Linked DNA regions of Gossypium hirsutum: region 2 is linked to region 1. The links are chromatin contacts, called in public Hi-C maps. All regions are on one chromosome and are shown on one strand. The core of a region is the stretch at or near the end of the contact, and the rest is flanking DNA. Distances in the headings are between cores, read along the strand shown. Region 1 holds the start of LOC107929274 (acetyl-coenzyme A carboxylase carboxyl transferase subunit alpha, chloroplastic). Region 2 holds the start of LOC107923851 (golgin candidate 4).

Region 1 (6,224 bases), core at 975-3,474:
AGATCAGCATATGCCCCCGGAGTGTCAACAAATGTTACGATAGGAAGACCATGATGATCAGCATACTTCATCATTCGCAAAGCCTTCCGATATCTGCTTGCAGAAAGAACTTTCATATGAGTAAATAAGATTCAAAACTATTTTGAATAGACTTTATTAAATATCAGGGACTACAATCACATCCCTGTAACCTATACAAGCTGAACCTTGAAGTTATTTTGTTCAAATAAAAGATCCTTGAAACGTACCCATGGGGAGTCGGCATTGCAAAATTGCGAAAAATGTTCTCCTTCGTATTCCTACCTTTCTGCTGGCCTATAAACATGTAGCTCTTACCATCCATGGTTCCTATACCAGTTACCATGGCTGGATCATCATAGCCAGCACGATCTCCATGGAGTTCCACCCACTATAAGATAGTAAAAGAGCAAGACTGTAAGAAAATAACTTCATATTCTTTTAGGTGTATAAACACATAAAAGTTTCATTCTGTTGAAATACCTTCTCTGTGATATTCAATATATGATCAAGAGCTGTCGGCCTGTTGGGATGTCGAGCAATGGCCAGGCGTTGAATAGGTGTCAAATGTGTGTATAAATCTTTCAGAGCCTGATGTTTAGAACAGATTAAAAAGTTATAGACATGGCAAAAAGGATGTCATTGAAAAGTAAAGGTGGATTGCAAGTTTAGCAGAACATTTAAACAACCGAAAATGGCCTATGCAAAGATTACTTGGCACGAATCAATGAATTTCTCACTATTATAATTGATAAACTAGGAGCCTAAGACAAAGGAATGCATGCCTACATTTCGACAACTACATGAAAACATAGAATTCAGAGTTACCACATATAATGAATGACAAAAGTTACTATACCAGTGATCAAATATTAAAACTTGGGTTTTGCGAGCAAGTATCCTTAGGCGCCATTTTGAGGTCACTTAATATTCTATTTATAGCCATAAACTTGTATTTAATGGAATAGATGAGAACTTCATTGATGATTTCCAACACTTAGGGTGAAGGTATTGCTTTATATACCAACCTGTTGATACTTGTTTTCCAAAGCACCAATTTGATCAGTAAAATCCAGACCAGTTTCATCAGCCATTCTGCATACCTGTCCAAAATTATAGCGAGCAAAATAAAAAATTTATTAGAATCTAGAGAGACTCTACGTCTCAATTTTGTGCTTTACAAACACCTAGAATATCATGGAATGAGGAAATCAAAATTGCTCCGTATTGACATAACACAATAAAGTTGAACATTAGTCCTCGGTTCGGGTTTTCACTCTCAAATGAATCCTCATCATGTAGCTTAACACACATAATGAATGTTGAAACAACATGTTCTATTAAACAAATCAACAGGAAACCAATGAAAAACAACTCACCTCGATAATCTTTTTCTCAAGATCAACCAATGGCTTCTCAAATGGTAAGGTCACCGGTTTCGGTTTCTCGGCCAAAGGCTTGAAATGAGACAAGTAAGTTAAGTGCCCGTCTTTGATATCCAGGTCGATATTATCCGGCCAAGGGTAATCATGCTTCTTCCCTTTCTTAACTCTCGCAATAACCCGAAACCTCCTCCCGTTTCCGTTCCCGAAACCTTTTAAAGCTTTTGACAAACACCCATTTGCTTTTCTTCTAAATGGATTATTATTAAACAAGTCACTAGCCAAAAAATCTTTCCCAAGATATAAATTTGACCTGAATTCAAACCTCCCATCTTCATATCCTCTTCCTCTTCCACAATTCCCAGCTACTAATGATATTGTAGTCATCTCTCAATGATCACTTCATACAAAATCCTAAAAATTGCTACCATTAACATTAATTCTTCATGTAACAATGATACATTTTTTACAATTTTGCATAATTGATTTAAAAAAAAAACCAAATTTCCTTTCAAACAACATAATCCCCCCATTTCAAAATTGCTATTAGTACTATAATCTAATCTAAGAACAGCAATTAAAAGACAGAAAATTACTAAAATGTAAAACAATAACAGAAATTCTTCAATTTAAGCAATAAAAAAAAGCTCATTAAAAGTGTTATGCTGATTATGAAAATTACCTGAATGTTGATGAGAAAGAAGCTGATTATGCTTACAAATTTAGGGTTTTGAAAAGAAGTGAGTTAACAAATGAAGGAAAGTAGGAATTAACGATTGAGATGTCATTGTTTGAACAAACAAAAATAAAGCTAAATTCCGTTTTTGGTTTTATTCATAAATTGGACCCTAAACTATATCCAATTCTCAGATTGGTCCTTAAAAGTTTTTTATCAGGAGTAGTCCCTAAATTTTTAATTTTGTTCCATTTTACCTAAAAAAATGCAAGGCACCCCATAAGAATATGTTGTGTGTCATGTTCTTATTGGATGATATCACTTTTTTTAAACTGTGACAAAATTGATAGTTTAGGATTAATCTTTACCAAAAAATAATAATTTTAAGGACTAATATAGTAATTATAGTATAGTTTAGGAACTAATTGAAAATAAAGCCTTTTGTTAATTAAATATGGTAATTTAAACTAAAACTGAGATTTTGAGGCGACTAATAAAGAAACATGAGGCTTGTAACTACGGAGTGTTTGTAAGGGAAGCGATTTGATTGGGCGGTGTGTTACACGTGATTTTAATGAAGGTGAAATTTGACAAAGTTTTTATCCACGTTGAGGATAACGATCAACTACCACCAAAATTTAATAGTCCAGACCAACGGTGGGACCCACTGAAACTGACGTTGTATCATGCAATTGGTGCGTCAATTTTTTTTTGTTGAGTTAGGCCATTAATTAATTTCCTTATCCATTTGAGGAATGAAAAAAAAAATTACACCTAATGTCATTAAACTATTAATAAATTTATGTTTTAGTCACACAACTTTAAAAAGTTACAAAATGGTCACTGAACTATTTGAAAGTTTTTATTTAAATCATTGGATTGTTAAGTCTTTTAAGTTTGACTAGTAAGCTCTAGATGACGATTTGACGATTGATACGGTGGATTAGTACCCATCGACGAGTAGAAGAACATACCTTAAATCTAAGTTGATCTGACGGTTAGTGTTAAAGATCGAAGAAGAAAACTGTTTGAATTTTGGTTCACAGATTTATGACATTCAAAGTTGTTTCATGAAAATAAACTTAATTGTAGAAAAGAAGGGAAAAAAGAGCTTTTGATTGGTTAAGGTGGTCCAAACAAAGAAGGCCATACAATAGCGATTTTAATTGCCCAATGACTCAAATGAAAACTTTTGAATAGTTCATTCACCATTTTGTATTTTTTTTGAAGTTGAGTGAACAAAACGTAAACTTACTAATAGTTTAGAGACATTAGGTATGGTTTACCCAAGAAAAAAAAGTAATCTAAAATGGTAAATGTCGATGTTATTGTTATAGGGATAAAGCAACATTCAGTCACTAAACTTGGTAAAAAAAATTTTTAATTTAGTCCATAAACTAGTCTTGAATCTTGACAAATTTTCTTAATTTAATGCTTGAACTTAAATTCTCTTTAAGGTATTTTGAAATTGTGTGGTATCAATCACTTAACAATTTAAAAGAAATTATATAAAGTCTTAAAAATATATTAAGAAAATTATTAAGAAATTTTTTAAAAAAATATTGTTCCGTGAGAAAGTATTCAAATTGTACCATATTAAAGCTCTATTTAAATCCAAAGGAAGCCATAGTTAATAGCCTCACAGGGGAAGATACATTCGAAACATCGATCAACATTATTAGCCATCTAATCAACAACTCCATTGAATAGGTTTTCTTTGTTGCGGCAAAAGTTGTAAGCTTCAATTGATAAATTAATTTAGAATGAACATAAAACACAATTCTTTCACTTTTAAGAAAGAGAATCTTGTCATTCAGCTTCATAGCGTCCTCGAAAACAAGTTTTCTCTCATGCTTCTTACCTAATTTTAGACATTTTAATTCAGCAAATTATATTGGTTTTGAAATGAATCAATATGAATAAAATTAACTCCAATTTTAAATTATTGAATCATTTAAATTTGAATCAAAAATGGATTTGATGATCGAGCATTTCAAGTCGAATCATTACAAATTTAAAAAATGTGGGGCTCTAGCCATTTCAAATAACAATTCGAATCCTTTCAAGTTACTTATTCAAATAATTCAAATAATTGGGTTTGAAATTTTGATTTTGAATCATTGATATGTTTGGACAGTACTATAATAGATATGAGCTTCAGATAATTCGATCATTAATGTTTAATACAAAAATTGATAATCGACCAACTTAGCTTGTTTTAACTAACCAACCCAAAATCAAAATTGAATTAACCGAACCGAATCAAGTAAGTAATCTCGATCATAACCCAAATTAGAAAAACCCTAAAAAAGTTGTCCTCAAAGAACAATAAAATAAAATTGTATTCCTATAACAACACATCCAATAATACATAATTTGTAATGATGTCCTTCCACATTGCTCAAGACACAAAAACAACATAGAAACAAACAAGATAGATAAACACAATTGAAAACATGGAGTTACAAACAAGGAAAAAAAAAAGTGTTTGCAAGCAAACAAATTTTAATGAAATTCATTTCAATACCGGACCGGAAACTTTCAGAAACACCCAAGGAGCTTTTTCGGACTTTGTCCGGTCGCACGGTATTTAGCGGCTATTTCTTCGGCCTTGAGAACCTCTTCTCCACGTTTGGCTTCGACCATTGCTCTCTTTTCTTCTGCTTCCTTGTGAATTGAAGCTACCTTGTTCTTCATTGTCTCGGCGTACTCGGCTTTCTTCTTTTCCAATTGTTCCTGTCGATACTCAAGACACGTTAAAGTTACCGAGAATATGATATGAATATGTGTTTGATTCGAGTAAGTTCCATTTTTATCGTATGACAAACACAAATGTCGAATGTTCAGCCTTTTGTTATCCAGAAAATCGAGCAAGGATGGGGAAAAATACCTCAATTTTTTTGAGTTTTGCTTCAAGAGCTGCTTTCTTGCTGTTCTCCCATGCTACAATAGCAGAGAGCTTTTTCTGGGCCCTATTCATAAATTTCAGTAATGTTGACAAACTATTTAGCAAATAAGCTCCACATAGAGATAGAATATTTAATTAAAATTATGATTTTGGTACCTCTATTATGCTCAAATGTGAGATTTAGTCATTATACTTAATTTAACATAATTTGATTCTCCTATTTTATATTATTACCAGTTAGTCCAAATACTTAATGGTAATTATTACTGTTAAAATGATGAGATGAAGTCTTTTTTTAAAGCACCCTTCCAAGTTCCAAACTCATTATTCCAACATGGATTTTTTTATTGGAAGGGGTAAAGATTTTAACCAAAATCATTAACTATCTAGACTAACTAATTAAGACTAAATTATGCTAAATTAAAGTACATAGATTAAATCCAAATTTGAGCATAGTAAAAGGACCAAAACCATAATTTGACCAGAATATTTACAGCAATGGAACACTAAATGGAAGATTATGAAAAGAAAATTTCTATCTTTACAAGGGGAGAATTCATACACCAATTCATAATTTTCAATTTAATGCAATTCGAAAGGGTCTCGAACTTAAAAGAACACTTTAATTATACTAAAATATATAGCTAATCAAAGAGAGTTTTGAGCCTTACTTGTTCTCAGCTTTGGTTTTTTCACTATCTTCCCATGCCTTAATGAATGACAATTTTTTTTCCTTTTCAAGATCCGCAAGAGCAACATCTGAATACCAAAAAAAAAAAAAAAGTGATTCATCTTAAATATCCTCTTTTCGTATTCTCTATGGAGACTATGTGAAAAAATAACAGTAAAAGATAATACGAACACAAGAGAGTATCAAATTCGGTCACAGTGGCCTCGAAAGTATTCGAAAATCTGATGATAATGATTGCCTCAAATAAGGTATACCTCTACCCTAATGAAGCCTTGGGAACTTTGAGAATTCAGGTTAGAATCACACCTAATATAAATGTGTGGGTTCGTTAGTCTGCTAGTTAGTTTGATTTGAGTTAATTTCATTCGGGGCTTGTAATGATAGATTAAAAAAAAAAAAGAAAAAGAAGTATACCTCTATCATGTGATCCACTCGAACTTTTCTTTGGTGCTGGCTCAGGGGCTTCTGTCAAAATGAAAAGAAAAAAATGTTGGAGCTACTAGAAGAACGATGACAATTAGCTTATGCAAATGATATTGGAAAATGGTG
Region 2 (6,556 bases), core at 1,937-4,436, 440 kb after region 1:
TTTTTCAAGAAATAGGGTTAATTCGACTAGACATCCTCCAATTAAGGTCTGGATTCTAAATTGATCCTTAAACTTCAAAAATGTTATAATTACTAGTCATTGGAAGTGTTCTTGGACCAAGTCAGGTCCTATATATATATATATGATATTAACTCACTTTATACTCACTCAAATCTGATTCAACCCGAAATATATGCTTAGAATTTTGCATTAACCCACCAATATTTGTAAAAACCTAAGCCAAGTCTATTTTAGGTTCAACCGTATTACTTTTTAAAAATATATCTCTATATTATTTTTAATTTAATACTTAATAAATTTATATATTTTTTATTTACTAAATTGTTATATATAGTGATTTTAACATTTTTTTAAGGTTTACATTAAAGATTTAATTTTCATGTGTTATAAATTACATAATATATAAAATTAACATAATATAAAATATTATAAACTTAAAAAATGAGTTAGGCTAGGGTGTTGATTGTTCATGCTCAAGCTAAAATCATTTTTAAACAAGTTTAGTTTTCTTTTTCCAAAACTCTTTTTTTTACCTAATATTTTTTCTTAAACTCTCCCAAATTACGGACCAACCCTGAAGTGTGGGTGAGTAGCTTGGCCTATGAACAAGTCTAGCCATTAACTTATGTGTTTTTATAATAAAAAAAAGAACCTTAAGAGTTAAATGTCAGCTCAATTCTAACTCAAATAATGTTTGAAACACATGAATCGAATATGTGTTTACCTCTTGCATTTGCAATGATAGTTTGGATTTTACCAAAGTTGTTTGAACTAGATCCATTCGACTAGGATATTGGTTTAGAGAGAGGTAAAAAATCGATTGGCCTGTAAACTTATATGGATCGATTGAACCTATGGTTGAACTAGAATTAATATTTTTTTAATTTTTTTTAAAAAATTTAAAAAATTTATTTGATTGAACTAGACGAACGGATCAAACTAATAATTAATGATCTAATCAATTCAAGCACAAATCTAGTTCCAAAAAAATACTAGCTTTTACATACCTAAAGCATAAATCTCTTACTCATTGCAAAGATTTAAATTGATCTTTTCATCTGTATAGCGATAATTTTTAGATGTTGAATGAAGTTTGAATCTAACATGTGATTCAAACTGCGAAAATATGTATACTTATCGTGTGGACATATTGGATTTGATGTCCTAAAAAACAAATAATGTTAATAAAATTTAGGACTAATTTTAGGTTAAATTTAATTACTAGTCCATGTGCTATTTGTAAGTTGCAAATTTAGTCCATTTACTTTAATTTGATCATTTTTATCATTGTACTTTTGAGTTTTGAAATTCTAGTCCTAATCTAAAACATTAGCTGTTAAATTTTGCTATTTTCAAAATATTTTGCGGTAAATATATTATCATATAGGTAATGTCATATCAAATTATCATTTTCACGTAATACTCACACAAAAAAAGCCACGTTATGTTAATTAATATATTTAATGGTTACTATTTTGAGTCATGATTGACAATTCACAATTCCAAAAGTAAGACTAAAAATGACTGTATTCACAATTTATGCATAATACGAGACTAATATAAAAACTTCAACCTATTAGATTTAATAACTACCTTTTGGGTTATGATTAGAACTTTCAAATTTGAAAAAAATACAAAGATTAAAAACAACCAAATTAGAATATAGAGACTAAATCTATACTTTATGCATAATACAAGGATTAATAGCAAAATTTGACTTTTTTTTAACATTTTAATTCTAAGTTGGCTAATCAATAAGTATGTATGTGTTTACAATGTATGTGTTTATAATTTGATCCATGTGCTTTAAATATTTTCTATGTCATATTTGAGTCTATGCTTAATGCCCGAGCTAATGACTTGGTTAATGAAAGGAATTGACTGATAGGATATTTGATTGTTTAAGAATCTAATTAAAATATATTGAAGTTTGTGAACTGATTTAAAATTTAGATCATATTTCAAGGAAACCTTGTGGAATTTACCAATAAATATGGAAATTGGGCCTTTGACTTTGTCGATACTAATGTGTAAATTCATATTCTTAATCATCGTGGCATGTTCAACGAAAACGAATCTCAACAAATGTAATAAGAAAATCATGTCGGTCGGACCGTTTTTAAGACCAAAATCTTATCGGTAAATTACCACTTTTTATTTTTATTTTAGATAAATTATGTCGAAAGTCACTAAACTATTAATAAGTTTATGTTTAAATACTTAACTTTAAAGAATTATAAAATGATAACTGAACTTTTCAAAAGTTTTTATTAAGTCACTATGTGGTTAAAATTACTATTATATGACTTTCTTTATTCAAATTGTCTGCATTAATCGAAAACTCTTATTCTCTTTTTTTTTCTACAATTAAGGTTTTTTTTTTCATAAAACAATTTTAAACGTTATGAATCTGCGAACCAAAACTCAAATAGCTTTCTTCTCTGATCTCCTATAACGATTGCCAGATCAACTTGGATCTGAGGTATGTTCTTTTACTCCTCGATGGGTACTAATCCACCGCATTGATCGTCAAATCATCGCTTAGAGCTCTCTCAAGGACAAATTCTCATTTCAATCTCTTTTAAGCTTTTAAAATTATAAAATAGTTTAATAGTAAAAATACACTTTGCCTCCAAGTTGAAAAAAATTTAACTTAATCCCATTAAAGTTCTAAAGTAACAAGCATATACAAAGATAAAATTATACTTCGATTTCTTTAAAATTTTATAATTCAATTTCGGCCTTTCAAAGATAAACTTTTGTCTTCCTCCTTGAGCTTGTTAGTCAAACTTTAAAAAATTTTAACAATTTAGTAACTTAAATAAAAACATTAAAATAATTTAATGACTTAAATTAAAACTTTCGAATAATTAAGTGATTATTTTATAAATTTTTATAATTAAATAGCTAAGATGTAAACTTAATAATAATTTAATAACTTTAGATGCAATTTACTCTTTTATTGTTTTCAAAGAGAGGAGAGGAAAGCCGTTACGATTTTTTCTTTTTGGCGTAAAATTTCAACCGCCTTTACCTACCATTATAACGAACAATAAAAATTAAATAGGATATTATCAAAAAATAAAAATAAAAATAAAAATAATCGGGTATAAACGGGCCAACCCGAACGGACCCGTTTCAGGATCCGCCCAATGGATCTTAACCAGTACTGTTTAAGCATACGTTAATTAACCCTTTTATTTCTTGTTTATATATCTGCAAAAATAAATAAAAAACATTCTAAATCCTCAAAACCGTTGTTCAAACGTATCGGTTCTTTTTTGCCCTAATTTCATCGAAGAAAATCTCAGGTATTTTTGAAATCCATCTACGTTTTTTATTTTTATTTTCCACGAATTTGATTTGCGGGAGCTTTGGAAGATGTGGAGTTCGATTGCGGATTTGAAAGAGAATTTGCATAAGATCGCGCTTGATGTATACGACGATGAGGACGAAGAACGCGAGATCTACGGTTCAGGGAATGGAGATCATTCGCCATTCTTTGATAGAAGGAACTCTCATAGGTTTGCCCATTCAAAGCCCGTTTCAGTCTCTCCGATCGCTAATGGAACCGATTCGCCGATTAATTCTGAGGTATTATTGCATTTAGTTTTCGCGCTTGATTTTGTTTAAATTAATGTTTGGCGCCTCTTAGTTTGGAATAGATTCAGCTTGTTTTTTTGATGAATTTGTAGAATCATGGAATGATATTAGTTCACACTACAGTTTGAGTTCGCGAATGAGTGAACAGTCTCTATTAATTGAGGATATTAGTGTCGATCTTTTATTAGGGATATATATATCACATTTGATAGTTGGAGTTGGTAATATTTTGTTCTTTGGCAATCTGGAATCAAGCTTTGTGAAGTGATAGCTTAAGCCTGAAAGTACTCTGTAAATACCTAGTGGTAGATCCAAAACTTTGACTTGATGAATTCAATTTCCAAAGATTTATTGCTTAAACTTATATATATATCTTGGTGAGGTTTGAAGTTGTTGATAACATGAAATAGTGCTGAGATAGTTCAAGGATCTTTACATGGACGCATAGAACTTTTATTTGATGATTGTAAGTCTAACAAGCTATACTAGTAACATTTATATCGGATTTGTTCTTGTCATCTTGGTGTTGATAGAGAGCCTCCTAGAACCCAAGTAGCTGAGTGTAATCTTTTCTAGTATTAAGATTTTCATTGCGAGGACTAGTTAGAAAAACTTATTCAGGTTCATAATATGGTCTCTGCCATAATATTTGAAGAGCATTTGGCTTAGGGTTGAATGTAACCTCTTTCAGAGCTTCCTAAGATCCTCTTTTGGTGTCACAGATGACTGTTTGCTTTTTGATTGAGTCAATTGTTGGCATGACTTTTTATTCTTTAATCTCATGGAAGTTACTTTACTAGTGGGCTTGGCATTTCTAGGGAATTTGTGGTATTTTACTTTTCATGCATGATAAATAAACTGTGTTATGATTATTTTTGTAGATTGAAAGATACAGAGCAGAAATTAAGAAGCTTCAGGAATCCGAGGCAGAAATTAAGGCTTTATCATTCAATTATGCTGCTTTATTAAAAGAAAAAGAGGTATCTGATAATTTTCGTATTGTTTGATTTAAAAATATCTTGTGCCAACTTGGTAGTTTACAATTATGACCGGTGATATATTATATGGCAATAAGGGCATGCTGTGGTTGTTCTAGTTTATTTCCAGGGTTGGTCTAAAATTCAGTTCTTACAAATGATAATAGTGCAAATAATTTACAGCTTTCTTCTAGTTTTTAAACATTTTCAAATGGCTTCTTTCTCTCTATTTTCCTTGCATTCCATTTCCAGGAGCAAATTTCGAGGCTGAACCAAGAGAATGGCTCATTGAAACAAAATTTGAATGCGACAAATGCAGCTCTGAGTGCAGCTAGAAGCGAAAGTTCCAAAGTATCTAGTAATGGAATTAATGCACCCAAGGTAGTTGCTACTCTCAGTTAGAGTTGTCTGAGGTTTGTTTATTGAGAAATCCTGGAATTAATGCATTAGGTTCTGCAATTCCGAAGGCATATGTAGTTCCATGTAATAAAGCAAACATAATGTGCTACTACTGAGTCTGCTGTTTCTGATGTTATTGCTTCTGTAACTAGAGAAGCAGGTCTGAAAAGGTTTTGTTGTATTATGTTTCATACCTGTGGCAACCTTGAACCTCCCAATAGGTGGATGCGACAGAAAGTTGAATGTAGAGATGAAACCTTGTTTATAGAATGAAAGATTGGTCTTTTACTTCTTGTAACCTTGTGGTCTTGATGTCTCTCCTTCATCAAATGAGTTGGTCGGGATACTTGGATGGTTTGGTGGCTCAATTACATAACACGTGTGATATTAATTATTGAGCTTTCTTGTTGTTCTTGTACTGGAACATATATTTATTTCCACTGGATATGTTGTAAGTTTGTCTTGAATTATGATTCTGCTGCCACCAAGCCAGAAGTGAGCTGCTATCATAATGTGCATGTCTCTGTCTGTTAAATCATTGTTTATTGGCTGATTGGCATTAGCCATTTCTCCAGGGAAATGGTGATCAGTCACCACACCAACTGCGTAAGTCGGCAAGTCTAGTAAAACATCGTCATGGTGGAAACCAAATGTCCAATGGTCTTACCTCTAAACATGATGGAAGAGAAAAGGTAATGGCACTATTTTTCCCCCTCTATTTTATTATAAGAGGCACTATTAGGATGTTGGAATGTAATTGCTGTTCACCTGGTCATGAAACCTTGTGCTGTTTTGCTTTTTTCCCCCTTTCGTTTTAGGGGATACTAAGCTCTTTCTTGGTTTTTTCCATTTTATTCCAAAATAAAAATTTTCCTCTGTATTTCTATTTGTTTCTTAAGATAACAGGTGAACTTGATGAAAATTTTATATATATGCATGCCTTCTAGGAGCTTGCAGATTTGCTGGAAGAGAAAAATAGGTCCCTGGAGGCAGTTCAAGCTAGTCATGAACAACAAATAAAGCAATTCAAGATGGAACTTGAAAAAGAGCATGATAAACTAGTGAATGTACAGATGAGATTGCAAGGTATAATTTGTACACCTTGAGGACCCATTTATGATGCTTGCAATATCATCTGTTGTCAAGCAAAGGAAATATCATCTTTCTTCTTATTTATTGTAAAATTCCAGAGGAGCACAAGCAGAATGAGTCTTTTCAGGAGGAGCTTAAGTTACTGAAGTCAGAGAAGGATAAAGTAAGCTTCTAAATTGTTTGGTGTTGATAGATGTTATCATTGCTTTGACTTTTTTAAATGACCTTGCCTCCACCCCTTCTTTTATAGCACATGATGGTTCCTCTGTTGAAAATTGCTTAATGTGTTTTCTTCAATTCAGGCAGTATTCATACACATTTACCCTTAATCATCAACGTGGATAGCGATGATGACTTGACAAACTTTTCGTGCTTTCTATCGCTTCAAATTAGCATGTTCCAATTGTATAATCTAGTTGCTGTACTTCATTTCTGTATTTTTAACATCAATCCCAGTATCTAGG

What was found. A called contact is a pair of places that touch in the nucleus more often than the background predicts.
Region 2: a Hi-C map of leaf shows a contact between it and region 1, with 2.5 times the contacts expected there. The contact joins the promoter of LOC107923851 here to the promoter of LOC107929274 in region 1. A contact is called at or near these places in 6 of 34 Hi-C or Micro-C datasets (callus and leaf).

Annotation. Positions count from the first base shown.
Region 1 is chrA12:79,911,742-79,917,965 of Gossypium_hirsutum_v2.1, forward strand. LOC107929274 (acetyl-coenzyme A carboxylase carboxyl transferase subunit alpha, chloroplastic) reads right to left here and starts at 2,225. Exons shown (of 11, transcript XM_016860646.2): 1 at 2,083-2,225; 2 at 1,398-1,814; 3 at 1,047-1,121; 4 at 502-609; 5 at 249-409; 6 at 1-93. The coding sequence starts at 1,787. LOC107929295 reads right to left here. Exons shown (of 5, transcript XM_016860675.2): 2 at 6,090-6,140; 3 at 5,656-5,743; 4 at 4,967-5,048; 5 at 4,401-4,812. The coding sequence ends at 4,618.
Region 2 is chrA12:80,350,367-80,356,922 of Gossypium_hirsutum_v2.1, forward strand. It overlaps LOC107923851 (golgin candidate 4), which reads left to right and starts at 3,187. Exons shown (of 16, transcript XM_016854011.2): 1 at 3,187-3,332; 2 at 3,403-3,615; 3 at 4,506-4,604; 4 at 4,854-4,982; 5 at 5,576-5,692; 6 at 5,948-6,086; 7 at 6,191-6,255. The coding sequence starts at 3,403.